2 separate regions of the Mus musculus genome follow, and region 1 is linked to region 2. A link is a contact called in public ChIA-PET data. All regions are on one chromosome and are shown on one strand. Each heading gives the region's core, a stretch centred on a gene start, on an enhancer-like site or on the middle of the called end of the contact. The rest is flanking DNA. Distances are from core to core; before and after follow the strand shown. Region 1 holds the start of Ccr7 (chemokine (C-C motif) receptor 7). Region 2 holds the start of Stard3 (START domain containing 3).

What was found. ChIA-PET counts read pairs in DNA pulled down with a chosen protein or histone mark.
Region 1: an RNA polymerase II ChIA-PET map of memory CD8 T cells shows a contact between it and region 2, with 14 read pairs. The contact joins the promoter of Ccr7 here to the promoter of Stard3 in region 2. A contact is called at or near these places in 2 of 115 datasets of contacts at active chromatin or transcription factors (memory CD8 T cells and pancreatic cancer cells).

Annotation. Positions count from the first base shown.
Region 1 is chr11:99,152,750-99,156,333 of GRCm38.p6, forward strand. It overlaps Ccr7 (chemokine (C-C motif) receptor 7), which reads right to left and starts at 2,328. Exons shown (of 3, transcript NM_007719.2): 1 at 2,240-2,328. The coding sequence starts at 2,249.
Region 2 is chr11:98,356,144-98,359,621 of GRCm38.p6, forward strand. Stard3 (START domain containing 3) reads left to right here and starts at 2,225. Exons shown (of 15, transcript NM_021547.3): 1 at 2,225-2,365. Ppp1r1b (protein phosphatase 1, regulatory inhibitor subunit 1B) reads left to right here. Exons shown (of 7, transcript NM_144828.2): 6 at 682-804; 7 at 890-1,653. The coding sequence ends at 927. It overlaps 1700003D09Rik (RIKEN cDNA 1700003D09 gene), which reads right to left and starts at 2,140. Exons shown (of 3, transcript NR_045477.1): 1 at 2,094-2,140.

The DNA.
Region 1 (3,584 bases), core at 1,078-3,577, 800 kb after region 2:
CCCACCAGACTCTGTATTCAAGAAGTTCTCAATGAGTGACACATGACTGGAAGACAATACCACACAGAGGAGCGTTTTTTCCTAGCTACTCTGGGCTCCAGTGTTCTCCACAGCCAGGTTTCTGGAGGGCCACAAGAGAATGACCCTGAATTCTCTTCTACTGCCATCTACAGCTGAGCTGTGAGACACAAGTCTCTTATGGGTTCATTTGTCACCCCCTCCCCTTCTCTGATTTTGAGATGTTGTGCTGAGATCTGTGGTCCCATGTCTTGAAGTTAGGAAGGGTATATCAGGGCTGCTCATTCAAATCATGAAAGAGGCCAGCTCAGCCCTGGTTTGTAGTTTCTCATTTTGTATAACAGAAACCTAGGCCTTCTCACCCACCTCCTGTCCCTACTAGGTAGACAAAGAGTGAAAAACAGATAGTTTGTGGCCCACCCGCCCTTCCAACGGCGCCGGAGCCTGTTTTGAGCAAAACTTCTTAAGCAGTTTCCCCTCACACCAGCATTTCAGAGTTAGCTATTAGGGTGCTTCTTAAGTTGAGTAAAAAAGCAAGACTATCTCTTCTTCCAGGACCAGAGTTTGCCCCACCCCCTGTATCAAAGCCATGCATTTAGCATCCCCAAACCTAGTTCAGGAGAGACTCTATAGTGTCCCAAGTGCCAAGGAAGGCAGGTGTCTGTCTCCTTTTTGTGTCAAAACATTTAGACCTTTAATGGGACCGACTAAGGTCAATTGGGATGGTAAAATTTACACCATGGAAATTGGCAAATGCTGTAAATTTAGAACCTTTCCCTATTCTGGGAGCCACATTTTAGGAAGGTGGAGAAGATCTTTGGTGGATGGTGTGGGTTCTCTGAGACTATGGCTGGTGGAGGTAGATACCTGAGGTGTAGGCTTAGAAAGCAGGCAGGTGGGAGGAGAAGCTGGAATAGATATTTGCTTTCTAAAATATACTTAGAGAGGCTGATTCTATCCATCCATCCATCCACACATCCATCCATCCATCCATCCATCCATCCATCCATCCATCCATCCATTCCTCCATCCCTCTCTCCCTCCCTCCCATCAACACTTTTTACTTACACCCAAAACATCTGAGAGGCAGAGGTGTAAGAACAAAATCCTGCTTCCCATGAGTTCATAGCCAGCAGAGGTGGACCCCACTATATACCTTCCACAGCTGGATCTAGATCTAGGGTGCAATGCACGCTGGGCAGGAGAGACAGATAAAGATGCTGCTGGCTGTGGTGTGGCTTGGAGGGGGTGTGAGGACAGCACCAGGGAACCTTCACTTTTTAAAGTCAACCCCTTGTGGCTTTGAGGCTGGTGAGCGGAACTCTAGGAACTTGGCCCCTCCAGCCCCAGCCGAGTCTGACTCTGCAGCCGAGATTTAAGATGTGTAACTGGGGTGTCTGGAGCTGGACTCCCCTTGGCACTTTGCTATAGTAGACACTGAGGCTTGCCTGGTAGAATAGCTTGTTATAGAGAGGGCTGTGGTGTGTGGGCTTTGTTTTAGGGGCTGTGCTGTGCTGGCTACAGTTTCTCTACGTGGAGTGCCCCCTGGGCCACTCAATTTTATGTTAGTCATTCACCCTTTAACCTGCAAGAGGCACAAAACCTGGGATGTGTAGGAGGGAGGAAGGGAGGGAGGAAGACAGACAGAGACAGACAGACAGATGACAGGCAGAGACAACAAGAGGCAGAGGTGGCAGCTAGTATTTGTATTGCACTATGCACAGCACAGTTTCCATCAGTTTCACTCTTCTCGTGAGCAAGGAGATTCAAATCCTGGTTTAACAGGACAGAAAGGAGGGACCCAGAGTGGGAGCAGGGTGTCCTGAACTCTCTAAAGAGAATTTTCTTAGTCCCCAGAGGTGCCAGAGAACATCACCCATCCCTACCAGCTGAGAACGTGTTCTATCCAGGCATCAAGGTCAGTCTACCAGGCTGTTCATTGCCTGCTGCTTGAGAGGACCCAACTTTATGCCTGTGTCTGTCTTGGCATCCACAGCTGTTCCTTCCCCTGGGTCTGAAAGAGCAGGTACATCCTCTCTCCAATGCCTCATCCAACGGGATGGCATTCTCTGAAAGCAGCCACCAGTTCACACCAACTGCCCTGATTGCTCTGGAAACTCCCCCCCCCCCCCATGACCCCTATCCCCCATGCATGTTCATTGCCCTAGAGTCTGGCTTTGTGTCAGAAGTTTTGACTTCTCTTAAGAGAAAGCTTACTTACCTGGGTCCATGGTGCTCTGGGGGCTGTAGAAATCACACAGGAAGGCTGTGCTTTTGGTTCTTGTCTCTCTCCAGCTAGCCCTCTCTGGCAGGGAGGAAGTGGTAAGAGCCCCTTTTAAGTTGTTCCAGAGCCCCTCCCACTCCTGTCCCACCCCTCAGAGTCTTCCTGGGCCACAAGGTATGTGATAACCACATTCGGCTGTCATAGGATCCTGAATCACTGAGTCGTTTGCCTTCAGAAAGCCCCTGGTAGTAGTGCCTTGTAGAGACTCAGGGAGGAGCTGCTTACATCTGTGAGTGCCAAGCACGCCTGGGTGGCTGCTGTGGGGTGAGATAGGCTGAGGCTCGGGAGTCAGAGGTGTACTTGCATCCTTCTCTTGGTTTTGAATAAAAGTCTCCCTTTCAGTATGAACTTGATCAGTGGCTATTGTCCCAGCAGCCGCCAGGCAGCCCCGACATACACCTGCGCAGCCAGGGTGAGGTCTGTTGAACGGTCCGGCCAGCAAGGCTTCAGTGACACAACCACGAAGTGAAAGTTTGAGTGTTTATTTTTAGTACTTAAGCTAAACATCACAGGACCTAGATGCTAGATATGAGGGTGCCTGGAGCCCCTCGGCTTTCTCTACTAACCGAGAGGACATCAAGTCTAAGTCATTATCCAAACTGGTTCCCCAAGAAGAGATTTTATTTATTTATTTATTTATTTATTTATTTATTTTATTTTATTTTATTTTATTTTATTTTATTTTATTTTTGTCAGTGCCATGATTGTCCTAGAACTTGTTCTGTGGACCTAGCTAGCCTCGAACCCATGGAGATCTACCTGCATCTGCCTCCCGAGTGCTGGTATTAAAGACATATGCCACCATGCCTGGCCTATTTTTATTTTACTTTTTTTATTCTTTGTGACCACACCCATTTTCCCCCACAGGGAAACTGATTGATATATTTATTGGCATTTTTAATTGTTGTGCCTGTGTGGTGTGTATGGTGTGTGTACACACGTGTATGTGTGCGATCGTATGCGTGAATGTGGGGATTTTATGCCATTGCACGTGTGAAGATCAGAGACAATGTCAGGTGTCAGCCTACTTCCATTCTGTTGCAGGTATCACGTCTTTATTGAGTGCCCCATTCTATACTAAGGTGAGCTGGCCTTCTGGGTGCGTGGTCTCTTGTCTCTGCTTCCCATCTCCTTGGGGGACTGCTAGGATGACGAATGCTCATGCTACTGCCAAGCTGCTTATGAGGGTTCTGGGATTTGGACTCAGTTCCTCGTGTTTGTGGGGCAATTCTCTGTTAGCTACTAAGCCACCTCCCCAGTCCAAGGAGTGGGTTTAAAACAA
Region 2 (3,478 bases), core at 975-3,474:
TAGCCTGGTGCACATTAAACTTTTTGGACCTGTTTTTTTTTTTTTTTTTTTATGGGAATGACACACAGTCTCCCGCTCCCATTCAGCTCTTGGGCTCAGACAAAAAAGCCTTGGGTCTCCTTCTTGCATCTCTGGCTGTGAGGTGTCAGTGAGCTCCTTCTGAGCCCCCACCCCCACCTGAGAACAGATGGGAGATGAATGAAAGCGACTCCCTCAGGAAGGAGAAGGGGGCCCTGAGTCACATGACCGGACCCTCAAGGAACAACATCAATTTCCCGAATTCCGGAATAACTCTGGAGACCAGTTCTGGGCCTCTTGAGAGTATAGGATCTCATTCTGCAATCCAGGTTGGCCCGAATCTTAACAGTGCACCTCAATCTTAATCAATGACCTTGAATTCAAAGCAATCCTCCTGCTTCAGCCTCCTGATGGCTGCATTTTTAGTGTAAGCCTCCACACCCAGCTTCCCAGAAGGTATTATCTAAGGTAATCTACACCGATCTTCTTACATAATATTTCCTTTGGAAAAGTGCCCATGAACTAAGTTACAATCACGGGGACAGAAGTCCAGGCCAGTGTTCTGCCCGTTATGCAGCAATGGATGTCTCAGAAGCTCAACCTCAAGCCATCAGAGAGCACCAGAGGGGCACTCAGCCTATGTATGTATGCCCTCTCTTTCAGTGGGGCAGAAGCCTACTTGTGGCCGGGGTCTGGAGGGGCCCTGGGAGCGCCCACCTCCTCTGGATGAGCCCCAGAGAGATGGAAACTCTGAGGACCAAGTGGAAGGCAGAGCAACACTAAGTGGTGAGCTTTGGAGTGTGGGCTGGGGAGGTGGGTGGGAACCTCATGGGCCAAGCCTGGCCTTGAGTCCTCTTTATTTGTCTTTCAGAGCCTGGAGAGGAACCTCAGCATCCCAGCCCCCCCTGAGCCTGGCACATAAGCTCAGAGCCCTGTATCTCCCAGGAGGAAGTGTTCCCCAGAAACCCACTCTGTCCCCACCCTCCTTTGTACCCTGTCTTTCACCTGCTAGGGCTGCGGCTTCTGACTTTTAGAAGACTAAGGCTGGTCTCTGTTTGCTTTGGCTGAAGCCCAGAGTCCCCAATGCCTTTCCCTGCCAGTCATTCTTCTATTTACCCGGTGGGAGTAGGGAGGTGAGAGAGCCCACACTGGAAACCCCAGAAGGCCATAAACAACCATTTATTCTCCACAAGTCCCCTCCCTCTCCAGATTCTCTCCCCTGGGCACAGGAGACCCACAGGGCAGGTCCTAAGATCTGGGGAAAGGAGGTACTGAGAGCCTACAGGTGCCCTGAGATCTCCTCCTTCCCCTACCAGTGGTGGGCGTTGAGTCCCCAACCCTCTCATAGACTTCAACCAGGGCTCAGGTCTCACGCATTCTTTGCAGAGCCTCAACATGTCCCTCCCTTAGTATCCCATTCCTGCTGGGTGCCTGCAAGATGGACTGGCAGAGGCTGCTTGCTGCGTTTTGTTTGTGCTTTGGTGCCAGGAATGCACTTACTATCTGTCCTTAGGGGGCCACACAGTGGGGGGAGCCTGGTTCTCCTTGTCCTCCAGCAACTTGGTTCCCTTCCCCTTCTTCCCTTACTCTAGGCCTGAACCCCTCCTACGCTGTAATAAATCTTTGTAAATAATTGTCCTGAGACTCCTCTTTCAGGGGAGGGAGGAGAGACCGGGAAGTAATGGTATGTTCTGACAGGAAAAATGGTGGTTATCTTAGGGTCAGGATCTTGCCTCTCGTGTCCAGCCCTTCCCAGGAAGGAGCCTTTCCTGCAGGCTATACGCATGGCAGACATACTAGCTCCTGAGGGAGATGGCTAAAAGCCAGGGGAGAACAAAGGTCCTTTAAATATGTGTGATGGATGTGGTGCTGCGCGTCAGTAATCTCAGAACTTGGAAGGCTGAGTTCGTGGCCAACCTGAGAACGTCTCAAAAACGAAAAATGGATTTCTCCAAGGGACTTGTGCTCACAAATCGGCCCTCACACAGTTCCCCTTCACTCCACAGTGTCAGGCCTGTATGATCTAATAACCAAGACACCCTGGGGTTTTATCCCTTGCTCCTGCACGGTCTTACACAGTTTAACTTCGGTTGTGGCTCCGCTTCCGGACCTCGTCTCCGAGAGAGGGGCGGACCGGGGCGGAGCTTCAGGGTCACACGAATCCCGATTGGCTTTGGGGGCGGGCTCGGGGGGGCGGGTTGGCTTTGGGGGCGGGCTCGGGGGGGACGGGCTCAGCGGCGGAAGTAGCGCCGCCGGGAGCTCTCCTTCCGCTCTGAGGAGTTGCCAGGCCGTGGAGCGGGACTGCGGCTGAGGCAGGAAGAGTGGGGGCCGTGGTGACATGAAGCAGGTGGGTTGTGCGGCGGTCGCAGGCACCGGGCGGTGGTACAAGAGCTGTCTCTACCCGACGGATCCCGCTTTCCTGCCCGGTGTCCGTCTTTGGTTCGGTCCGACCCAGCCCACACCCCTCGCGCTCCGGGTTCCGCCCCCTTCCTCTCCACTCGCTGCTGCGCGCGCAGGGCTGGGGAGGGGGTGTCTTGGTCTTTACCCGAGAGGGTCCGGAGGACGTCTGCGGCCGCTTTCCTAAGCCTTCTTTATAGTAAGAGGAGAGGCAAGGAGTCGGTATCTAAGTATTATGGGGGACAGAATTGGGTGTGGGAAGGGGCCAGACTCAGGGAAAAACATACTAATCGGCTGCCTCTCTGCCACCCGCTGTTTCCCACAACTTCCGTTGGAAACATCCACGCATAGCTTCCCAACGATATCAGAAAGAAGGCTCTTTAAACTCTTCTCAGAAGTGCTTGCTACTGTTGGCTTTCATTCCTGACATACTTCCACCCTTTGACTCCCCAATATTTCCTGATTTTTCCTCTTACCTCTCTGACAAGAGGGCAGAAGAATCTCTTTACGTTCACGCTGGCCCAACCCGCCTCACTGTGCATTGATCCTGGATGGCCTCATCCACTGTTGTCGCATCAAGTTCACGTTCACTGAATATTCAGATGGACGATAGCAGCACATCCCCTTCCTGGGCTCCAAATTAGCTGCCTGTCAATTATGCCTATGGGATACCTTCACTTTGGGATGATCTCACAGGTTTCAAACGTGAGCTGATCTTTTCTCTGTAAATTTATCCTTCCACTCTTGTCTTATCCAGGAGAAAAACTCCGGAATTGCCTTAACATCTTTTAACCCTGTTTGCTCAGAGGTGCCAGTATAGCTAACTCCCTGAACCTTCTCTGTCACTACCCTTGTTGACGTGTCTCTGGACATTTCCAGCAGCTTGTGGTCCTAATTGCTTGCAGGCAAGTCTTCAGAATCTAGCTCTTGCAGACTTTTATATCACGAGTCTGGTTATGTCACTTGCTTGCTTCCCATTGCCTGTGGGGAAACGACTGTGTGCTTGTTTACTGTAAGATGTGCCTGGCTCACATAGGGTTCTTCGTGTATATAGCAGCACCTC